2 separate regions of the Mus musculus genome follow, and region 2 is linked to region 1. A link is a contact called in public ChIA-PET data. All regions are on one chromosome and are shown on one strand. Each heading gives the region's core, a stretch centred on a gene start, on an enhancer-like site or on the middle of the called end of the contact. The rest is flanking DNA. Distances are from core to core; before and after follow the strand shown.

What was found. ChIA-PET counts read pairs in DNA pulled down with a chosen protein or histone mark.
Region 2: an RNA polymerase II ChIA-PET map of memory CD8 T cells shows a contact between it and region 1, with 19 read pairs. The contact joins the promoter of Flvcr2 here to the enhancer-like site in region 1. A contact is called at or near these places in 2 of 484 Hi-C or Micro-C datasets (bone marrow-derived macrophages and nephron progenitors), 2 of 115 datasets of contacts at active chromatin or transcription factors (embryonic stem cells and memory CD8 T cells) and 1 of 9 other capture datasets (adipose tissue).

What each region holds. Positions count from the first base shown.
Region 1 is chr12:85,622,015-85,627,533 of GRCm38.p6, forward strand. All of the region lies in intron 2 of Jdp2 (Jun dimerization protein 2), which reads left to right. Among named protein-coding and RNA genes, the nearest start is that of Jdp2, 25 kb to the left of the region's middle. Within about 2 kb of position 2,862, at least 91 of the 459 cell types and tissues checked have an H3K27ac peak or open chromatin away from gene starts, as enhancers often do. A contact at or near this core is called in bone marrow-derived macrophages and memory CD8 T cells, where this site is marked.
Region 2 is chr12:85,744,418-85,749,493 of GRCm38.p6, forward strand. It overlaps Flvcr2 (feline leukemia virus subgroup C cellular receptor 2), which reads left to right and starts at 2,122. Exons shown (of 10, transcript NM_145447.2): 1 at 2,122-3,172. The coding sequence starts at 2,435.

The DNA.
Region 1 (5,519 bases), core at 1,612-4,111:
TCCCCGTCACTGTAAAGGGGGAGAAAGTTCCCAGGTTCCTGTCTAGATTGAATTTCCTCTCCTTTTAGCAAATGTTGAGCAGTCTACTGGGCACACAAAAAGCCAACAAGACACAGGCTTTGTCTTCATGAAACTCCCAGTGTTGTGGAGAGAGCCTCGGAGGGTAGAAAGCAGCACAGCAGGGCCAAGGGTGAGTTCAGCATTGAATGGGAGCTCTGTGCAGAGGGATGCTTCTCAGCCTGAGGGCTCAGAGTCAAGGAGGACTTCCTGATGGAGATGATATTTCCTGCCCCCCACCCCCCCAACGTAAGCTAGAACATGGGATGGGAAGACCAAAAGGAGGCTCCCAGCAGAGTCCGGCAGGGTCCGGGGACAGATGGTACAGTGGCTTGGACCAAGGTAAGAAACAATTCAAGGTGACACAGAGCAGTCAAGTAGCCGAAGAGGATGAGCCCAGCAATGTCCTTTGAACTTATCCTCTAGGACCCAGTTCCTGTCCCCAAGTGTGAACCTGGAACCAGCCTCAGTTTCCCATCTGTACACTCTAGGAGTAGGTTTAGATGTTTGCCATTTAGTCTGTGAAAATAGAAACGTCTTAAAAGAGATCTAGGGAATGTCGGTGTGCTTCCTGCCATGTGACCATTCCTCCAAAGGACAGAATGAATGAGCCCAAGGAGGATCACAGAGGAGGTCTAGCCCAGTCAGCCACGACAGAGGCAGCCGGCCGGCACAGAATCGGCTAGTTTCCCTGCCTGGAGAGCTACAAGCGACTTTTCCCTCTGCAGACTGTGGTTTGTCCACTGGTAAATGAGACCCTCTCGGGATCCCTTGAGGGTGCTCTTGAAGGTCAGAGAGAAGTGGGAACTCTTGCACTGGCTAAGTGTTTTCATGATCCAAAGAGGCGAGCTGTTGTATAGAGTTGACGGTGGTGATGAGACCCCAGGTGTCTGGTGGCAGACTCCACTGGAGGCCATGCAACCCACAGATTTGTTTGTTTGTTTGGTTTGGTTCAAGTGGTATTCGGTTCAAAGTGGAATTAGTTGGCTGCATTACAGATGGTTGTGAGCCACCATGTGGTTGCTGGGAATTGAACTCAGGACCTCTGGAAGAGCAGTCAGTGCTCTTAACCACTGACTGAGCCATCTCTCCAGCTCGAGGTTTTACTTCTTAAAAAAATTATTTCTTTATTTTTATTTAATGCACATTGGTGTTTTGCTTGCATGTATGTCTGTGTGAGGGTGTCAGGTCCCCTGGAACTGGAGACAGTTTTATTCCCATGTAGGTGCTGGGAATTGAACCCATGTCTTCTAGAGGAGCAGTCAGTGCTCTTAACCACTATACCATCTCTCCATCTCCAAGAGGTTTTACGTTTAAAAATCTTCAGCTAGTCTTGAAAACTTGAAAGATTGGGCAGCATTGAAACTGCTTGGCTGATGCTAATCTGGGCATCCCTCTGCAGACACAGCCCTGTCCAGTCCCTCTCCCTTATTAACCATTAATTAGCCAGCCTAGCTCTTAAAGGTGGCTTCGGTTTGCAGCCCCTGTCTTCAACAGCCATTCATGTGAACTTGCTCATGAGGCCCTGCCCAGAAGCAACAGAGATTCAGCCCTTAGCCACTTGCACTAGATGGACTTGGCTAGGGAAGAAAGGTGGCCAAGGGCAGGTAGTTTTCAGTACTCAACCTTTGGAAGTGCTTTGGAGGGCCAGAGGCTTGGCCCTGGAAGGCTTTAGGGAGACCCTGGGATTTCCTCATCCCTGCAGGAGAGGTGGTCGGCCCAGCCTAGCTGGCCTGGGCTGGCCAAAGTTTCACCTCTGGACTATCCTACTTTGTTGGTAGGGAGCAGGGGAACCCCTGGCTCAGTGCAGCCGGTTTATGTGGGGAATGTCTGGTATGTTTGTCATTTGGGTGTTTACTTTCCAGGGTGCTCACGGTCCCTGGTGTTGAAATGTGGCTTCTCTGTGTTGGAGGGGAGTCTTGTGGGCCTGGCTAGTGGCTCTAGGCCCAGAGCCCAGCAAGGCTCTTCCCCCAACACTGCACCCCTCTCTCTCTTTTCCATGCCAAGGAGGAAGATTGAATGTGCCTCTAGAGCATGTACGGTGTCTTAGTTACCTTGTCACATGCAAAAAAAAGATGCTTGCAGAGCCTTTCCTAAGCTCCAGGCTCTGGGCTGGATGGAGCTGTGTCCTTCCAAACCCACTCTGTGCCATCCCTGTGCACTGAGGAGTCAAGATTCAGAGAGGCCACGTGACTCGCCCAGAAGCCCACAGCCTTTCTAACAGAGCATCTGATCTCCGACCCTGAAGAATGGTACAGCTTGTGCCATGCCCACATGCCCAGGCCTGGCTCTCTCTGTGTGTGCTACCGTCCTAAGACCCTTCAGATTCTAGCAATACTGTTAGCTTCTGCTTTTCACTGTGCCCCTGCCTGCCTGCTCTTAATGTTCCTTTACTGCTTTATCCATGTTACCTTCTGTGAGAGAGTCAGTGTATTTCCTGCACCTTGGGTTAAACGTGCTGTTTTCTTTCTTGTTCTCAAAAAAAAAAAGAGAGAGAGAGAGAGAGAGAGAGTCTCACGTAGCCTAAGCTGACCTTGGCCTAGATACTGTAGCCAGCGATGACTGAATTTCTGATCCCCCTGCCTCCACTTTACAGGTGTGCACCACCACGACCAGTTCATGCAGTGCTGAGGGTGAAGCTGGGGCCCTTCTGCACCATAGGCAAACACTGTCACTGAGTCATAGCCCCAGCCTTCAAGAGACATAATTTTGAAACTGCTTTGGAAATGTCAGATGTCACACGTCAGTCTCATGTGGCCACCGAGGCAAAGTGTGTGGCCCGAGGAACATGATCAAAGGTGAAGACTAAGCTGAAGAGAGCGGGAGGGGCCCTTCCATTAGCTCTGCAGCTCTGCAGCTGTTACCCTTTCCTCTTCACTGTACGGGCAGTGGTTTTTTTGGTTTTTGGGTTTTTTTTTTTTTAATTTAAAAAGACCCAAAGAGGAGAAAGCAGAACGAACATTGCTGTCAGAAGTAGAAGCTTCGGTTGTGACTACATGTTCCCATTGTGAGAGGACATGGCTGAAAAGACTGTGTGTGTGTGACACATGTAGACCATAAGCCTTTCCATAGAGCATAAATGTTTGGGCCCCAGGGGCAAAAGATCTAGATTTGAACCCTGAACTGTCACCGATCATACCAACAGCTTTGTCTATAAAGGGAGAGGTGGTAGAGAGCTGTGCTAGAGAACCCCAAAGATGGAGAAGTAAATATTGTTTGTTTGTTTGTTTGTTGTTTGAGACAAGATCACACTGTGTAGCCCTGGCTGTTCTGGAACTTACTCTGTAGACCAGGCTGGCCTTGAACTCACAGAGATCCTCCTGCCTCTGCCTCCCGAGTGTTGGGATTAAAAGTGTGTGCCATCAACGACTGGCAAGAAGTAACTATTCTTGATTTAATTCATGAATATACATTGAAGGCCCTTTCCTTCCACAGGGTGTTCATCTGGGTGAAGGCAGTAGAGAGAGGGTAAGATATTTATGTAGGTAGAGTAACTATCAATAGATTGATAACCTCAGGGAAAAGTGACCAGAGACAGAAGCATACGTGAGAGAGGTGAGCACAAGTCATCAAAAGCCCCTGGAAGGAAACAGACAGGAAGATGATAAGAAGAAAGGCACTCTCCATTGAGGTGGCAGTGAAATGTAGAGCAAGGAGTCCCAGCAGAAGGGACAGCACTCGGAGAACCTGGGGACAGGGAAGAGCACTGTGCTCTGATGATGAGACAGGAGGCCCCAGTTGCTGAAGTCAAAGGTCAAAAGAAGACAGGCTATGGAAGAGCCGGTCAGAGACGGTTTCCTTCTCCCACTGGGCCCTGTAACAGACAAAGGTCTGTGCTATAGGTAATGGAGGCTGTGGAGGGCTGAAAGCAGAGATGACTGACATTTTAGCCAGGGGAGGCCTCCCGGGAGCCTTTGCGGTGGTGAAGGGCTCAGCTGGGAGGGTCTGATTGGGAGAGGCTGTGGTGATGGTCATCTGATCCTCTGGTGCTTACAGGCAGGATCCCTGCAGACTGTTAAATGGGCTGCCGGGTGGGGTGGGGTGGGATTAAGGTGATTTCAGGTTTGCATTTGGTTGAACAGTCAGGCAGAGGGCAGTACTTACAAAAAGAGCACAACCAGAAGAGAAATGTGTTTGTAGGAAGACTGGCCAAGGGCTCACCATGGCCCTCTGAGCAAACTCCTATACCCACAAGTCCCCCCGGGAATCAGATTACAGACAGATTCCAGTCGGGCAGGTCTGAGGTGGAGTTCAGGAAGGAAGCAGAGGACAGGCAGATGACTGTCCGCAGACCTGCTCTCTGAGACTTAGGGTCCTGGAGCCTCCACCCTTACCACCAGCCTCACAGTGCCTGATGGCAACTGTCCAGAAAGAGTTAACAGTGACGGTGACCCCAGTCCCTACATTGTGTCCTGCCTGACAGCTCTGCGTGGGTCTGTTATTGCGAGTGGGTTTTTGTGGGTGGTGGTGGGCTATAGAACTATGTTTGGGATATTTTTACTCATCCGGTAGATCTGTGTCTACCTTACCTGCTTGTGACCCATCATAGCAAGGAACGTTACCCAGTATCCCTTGGTTTGAGCTTGGCCAGTGGGAAGCACCAATAGGGAGGAAGAATTTTTTTTTTAGTTAAGTTTTAAGGTATTTTTAAGTAAGATTTATTTTGGGGGTGGGTGCAGAATTTCAATCATGCACCCAGTGTGTTTTGACCAAGCTAGCCCCATCCCCTCCACTCTAGCTCCTCTCCTAGCCCCCACAGTGATTTCTTCCCAACCTCAGTGTTTATCGTTTACCAACTGAGTGCACTCAGGGCTGCTGGGATGTGTAAGGAAGGGTGCAGGGCTATCTACTGCAGCAACGGTGTCCTCTCATGGGCCGCATCCTTGAGGTATGCTGACCCTGCTTCTCTGAACAGCCATCAGTGGCTCGTAGCGCCTGCGCTAGGGTGGGACGTGATACCCACCTCCTGTCCCCGAGCTGGCATTTTGTCTGTCTTGAGCTGGCCTGTGCTGTCATGACGGTTGTGAGTTTCTATGCACAGATGCTCAGATGTGTCCTGAGAACAGCTTTGCTGCAGTCATGCTCCATCTCTGGCTCTTCCACACGCTTCACCCTCTTGCACTGTGATCCCGAAGCCAGGGAAGGAGGACAGGAGGGAGGACGGGAGGGAGGACGGGCAGTAGACATCCCATCTGGGACTGAGCTCTCCACGTGCAGACCCACTGTGGGCTTTGTTAGTCGACATCTGCTGCACATAGGATCTTCTCGGTTGAGGGCTGAGAGACTCATTAACACTAGTATAATGATAAGCTGTTAGGAGTCCATCTAGCAGAGTAGTAGGTTGGAAGAGGGAATTTTAAAAGCCAGTTCTTGCGATCCATCTCTCCCCAGTAGCACAGTTTGCTTGCTTCTGCAGATGCTTGTGCGAGGGGCCTCTGCGTCCGTGTTCTGGCACTCTGAGA
Region 2 (5,076 bases), core at 872-3,371, 120 kb after region 1:
CATCGCTAATATAGACTTTCTATAGCTTAAGCCTGTGTCTGAGCCACCTTGTCCAATGAATGCCCCACACCACCATCCACTCAGATAGATTCTATTTTTTTTAAAGATTATTATTGTTGTTGTTATTTACATTTACATCCGTGCATGTGCTCACAGGTCAGCATGTTGTTGTTATTTACATTTACATCCGTGCATGTGCTCACAGGTCAGCAGGTGCCTGAGGCTGGAAGATTCCCTCATGCTACAGATGGTTGTGAGCCACTCAGTGTGAGTGCGGGAACTGAACTCAACTCCTCTGAGAAAGCAGCAAGCCCCCTTAAACCCTGAACCATCTCTCTTCGCCATCACCTATTCTTGATTCTAATGTGCAGACTCAAGTTGTAAACACCACTGCAGAGCTTTAAAAGGGGGGGGGGGTCGGGGAGGACAAGGAAGCAGTGTCCCTCAAGATTCAACGTGTGAACACACATGAATCACCTGGAGATTCTGTTCAAATGTTCTAATTCAGGAGTTCTGGGCTGAACCTGGGGATCTGGGAATCTTCCCTTGAAACAAGCTTGGCAGGGGGGCGGGCATGGTGATATACACCTGTAAACTCACCATTTAGGATTGAGAGGGTGTGGAATTCAAGGTTACCCTGAGCAACCCTGTCTCAAAAAGACCAAGCCAAAACAGACAAAAAAGGCAAAACAAAAACACCACCAGGTTTCCAGGAGCCACCCAGGCTGCAGCTCAGACTGCTCTTATGTAACTGTGTGGTAGCTTGAATGATGGGAAGTATGACTTTTCAGGCCAGCTGGGACCTTAGTTAACTGAGTTCTAAAAGGCTTGTTTTCTTGTCTATAGCACGAGGCAAGAAGGCCGAGAGCTTACAGCTCGATGTTTTCAAAGCCTTGAGTGCCTGCACATACACCATACACATGCACACATACAGACACACACACCCAGGGCAAGCAATAGTAACTACATTATAGAATGCCCGGCATGCTCACCCATGAAGCACATTTACCCCGTGGCAACAAATGCTAGCCTTTTGGCAGGATAGGAAACATTTGTTGAACGAATTATCAGCCAGGGATTTTTCTTTTTTTTTTTTTTTTTTTTTTCGAGACAGGGTTTCTCTGTATAGCCCTGGCTGTCCTGGAACTCACTCTGTAGACCAGGCTGGCCTCGAACTCAGAAATCCACCTGCCTCTGCCTCCCGAGTGCTGGGATTAAAGGTGTGTGCCACCACGCCTGGCTGGATTTTTCTAAGGGCCATTATTTCACCATCTACATTTTGCAAAAGAAACGGGAGCTCAGAAGTGGTGTTCAGTGACCTATTGTTACACGCCTAAGTCGCTAAACCGGAATCCAACCTAAATTTTGGGTTCTTTATCACTGTGAACCCATGGAGTTGTAGGGACCAGCGCAAGCCAGCATTCCTTCTCTGAAAGCCTTGCTTCCAGGCTAAGAGGTGACGCTCAGGGGATCGGTAGGTGGCAGCGGAGGGCTACGAGGCTGTATGAGTCACTTCGTTGCCTCACTCCCAGAGCCTGCGCAGAGACTTGGTTCCACAACTTTCCCTCCAGGCTATGCTTGGCTCGCGGGGTTCCCTAGTGGGAGACCTCAGGGACCCGTCAGACACTAAACAAGTTCATATACGAGTTCACCAAAATAAGTCTTTGTCGGCTGGGAGGTCTCTGAGAAAAGCAAGCATTCCTTTCACCAGGCACACTGAACTGTCACCTGGAGAGCCCAGCAAAAGAGAGGAAGGTAGGGATCTCTCTCGGATCCCCCTGAGCAGTTTAGGGACTCCGAGCCTCGGTGCACGCCCGCTGGCCCCGAGAAGACTCTGACCTCGGAAGGGCGTGAGGCGAAGTCCTCATTTACCAACGAAGACCTCTGGGAGTGGGGGGGACAAGTGAATTTAGGGAAAGTGTAGGGGTGGGGGCTAACCGGGCGGTTTCCATGACACCGGGGACGTCGGAGAGGAATGTACACCCCAACCTATGGCGAAACAAGAGCGGCGCCTTGCGAGCCCCGCTCAAGGAGGCAGGGGATCCTGGGTGGGAGGGGTTGAGGGGCGTGGGGAGCCGGGCAGGCCGGGGGGCGGGGCGGTCACGTGCGCCCGAGGGGGCGAGGCCCCAGCCTGCCCGGGAGCAAACCGAGCTCGCCCTGCCACAGTTCGCTGTTCAGGAGTCAAACTTTTTCCAGGACGGTCAACGCTTCATCTGGACAGCCTGGAACGCGTGGCAAGGCGTCTGCGGCCAACTTGGGGGACAACAGTTTGCTAGGGAGTGATCGTAGGAACCTGAGATCTCGATTTCTCCGCTAACAGAGGTGCGCTCCCGGAGAAGTGTTGCCTCAGCTCTAGGGGGACAGGCAAAAGGCTGCTGACCCATAAGACTGTAGGAGTCAGTACGTGCCTGGGATTCAGGAGCTCGTTGTGGTCATGGTGAATGAAAGTCTCAACCAGGAGGAGAGCAATGACAGACCTGCGCCAGAGTCGGAATTCCAGATGGACACCAGCTACTCCACCCAGCCCAGCGGCTCCATCCATCCCAGCGTCTCAGGCCACCCCAGCGTCTCAGGCCACCCCAGCGTCTCAGGCCACCCCAGTGTCTCCATCCATCCTAGTGTCTCCATCGACCCCAGCGTCTCTGTCCGTCCCAGCAGTTCAGCACTCCCCAGTACCTTGGCTCAACCCAGCGGTTTGACCCATCATAGTAGCTTGGTTAGAGAAGACAGCGTGATCAAGGTGAGCAAGCGTCGTTGGGTCGTGGTCCTGGTGTTCAGTTGCTACTCCTTGTGCAATGCCTTCCAGTGGATTCAGTACGGCTCCATCAATAACATCTTCATGAACTTCTACGGTGTCAGTGCCTTTGCCATTGATTGGCTGTCCATGTGCTACATGCTGACCTACATCCCTCTGCTCCTGCCCGTGGCCTGGATGCTGGAGAAATTTGGTCTTCGAACCATCGCTATCACCGGCTCAGCTCTCAATTGCCTGGGAGCCTGGGTAAAGCTGGGCAGCCTAGAGCCTCACCTCTTCCCGGTCACAATGGTGGGTCAGGTCATCTGCTCTGTGGCACAGGTCTTCATTCTGGGCATGCCCTCACGCATTGCTTCGGTCTGGTTTGGAGCTGATGAGGTTTCAACAGCCTGCTCCGTGGCTGTGTTTGGCAATCAGGTGAGTAGAGGGCGGGTGTGTGTGTGGACGGCTGTTCCAAAGAGAGAGAGCATCTCACCATGATGGGGCTGAGTATGTTAGAGGGTACCTGACGATGAGAGAAGCTGTAGTTTTCTGGTTCACAGACTTTATGACTCTTGGGTGGCTTTGTGGTTGGGTGTGGACTGACAGTGTAGTTGGGTGATTGTGACTGTCAGTGACATTGAAGATTAATGGGGCGGGGGTCACAAACAAAGGACTTTTTCTTTCATCCACAGTTTTTCCTAGCCTGTAGGAAGCATACTAATTAAAATATGATCGTTTTTTGATGGTGTTTCTCCCCAGCCTTTATCAGTACACCAGTTCCACCAATTTTAGGAATGCTGGTCTTTTCTCTGGTAGCAATCTTTGACTGCCAGGTGGCTGTTTAGGTGTCCTTGGTGGTTTTAGCTGGACCAGCCAGATTTGCTAGAACTCAAGATCCTCTGTGCACGAAACTGTGGGCTGGGCTGTTCTTACCTTTTACGCAGAGCTGAAACCAGGACACCTGGAACCAGGCTTTGCCCTAAACTCTCTGGGATTTAGAGCCAAGTCGAGTAGGAGAGAGTAGAAATCTCACTGCGAACTTCCAAGAAAGCTTCTGGTCTAAGCATCTTCTGTCTTTCTCCTTTTGCCTTTTCTCTTCCTGGGGCAAGCAATTCCACGTTCTTATGATCTTAGAATGGTTCTCACTTAGAAGCTTGGGTGTGTTATGCATCTGATTGCTTTCTCTGTGTATTTGAGGCAAAGCAAATGTTTATGGGCCCTTCTTTAATTGGAGCCTAGGTCCCCAGATTCATTTCTTCCAAGTTGCATGCTGTCCAAGCTGCTGCTGACAGATCACTGGTCACCCTTAGCTCTGGTGAGCCGATTTTGTCTTACCAGTTCATTTAATTTAGAAAATGTGTGTAACCTCTGACTTAGGCAGAAACGTCCTAAAACTTCTCTAAAGGCAGATTTCTTTTTCTCTTCATAAGTTTAAAAAAAAAAAAAAAGCTGGGTGGTGGTGACGCACGCCTTTAATCCTAGTACTTGGGAGGCAGAGGCAGGTGGATTTCTGAGTTCAAGGCCAGCCTTGTCTACAGAGTTCCAGGACAGCCAGGGTTACACAGAGAAACCCTGTCTCGAAAATACAAAAAAAAAAAAAAAAAGTTTCCCTGGTGCTCAGTGTGCTGGTGCAGGCCTCTGTTGGAGGATGTGATGAGTTCCAGGCCTGCCAGAGCCATCAAACTATTCACCTGATTTCTTCTTGTGAGTTTTGTTATTTGGAAAACCGAATTGACTTAAGCCTGGAGATGAGCCAGACAGTGGTGGCACGTGCCTTTAATCCCAGCACTTGAGAGGCAGAGGCAGGTGGATCTTTGTGAGTTCGAGGCCAACCTGGTCAACATAGTGAGTTTCAGGACAGCCAAAGCTACAAAGAGAAATCGTGTCTTGGAAAAAACAACCAAAGCAAAAGTCTGTAGCTGAAAGTAGATGGGCCTTTGGTTAAGGACACATTGCAAAGAGACATTGAGGGCTGGAGAGATAGCTCTGCAGTTAAGAACACTTACTATGCTTGCAGCAGACCTGAGTTAGATTTCCCACACCTCTATTGGATGGCTCACAACTACTCATAACTCCAGTACAAGGGGATATGATGCTTCTGCTTCCCCCCCAGGGCATCAGTGCTTAGATGTACAGACTCACAAGTTATAGCAATAAACATTTACAAATAGGCTTTAGAAAAACATAGATATTGAACTGGGTATAGTGGTGCATGCCTAGAATCCTAGCACTTGAGAGGGAGACACAGGAGGGTCAGAAGTTCAAAGTCATCCTAGGCTACATAGTGAGCTCAAGACCACTGTCACTCTGTCTCAAATATAAACAAACAAACAAACAAA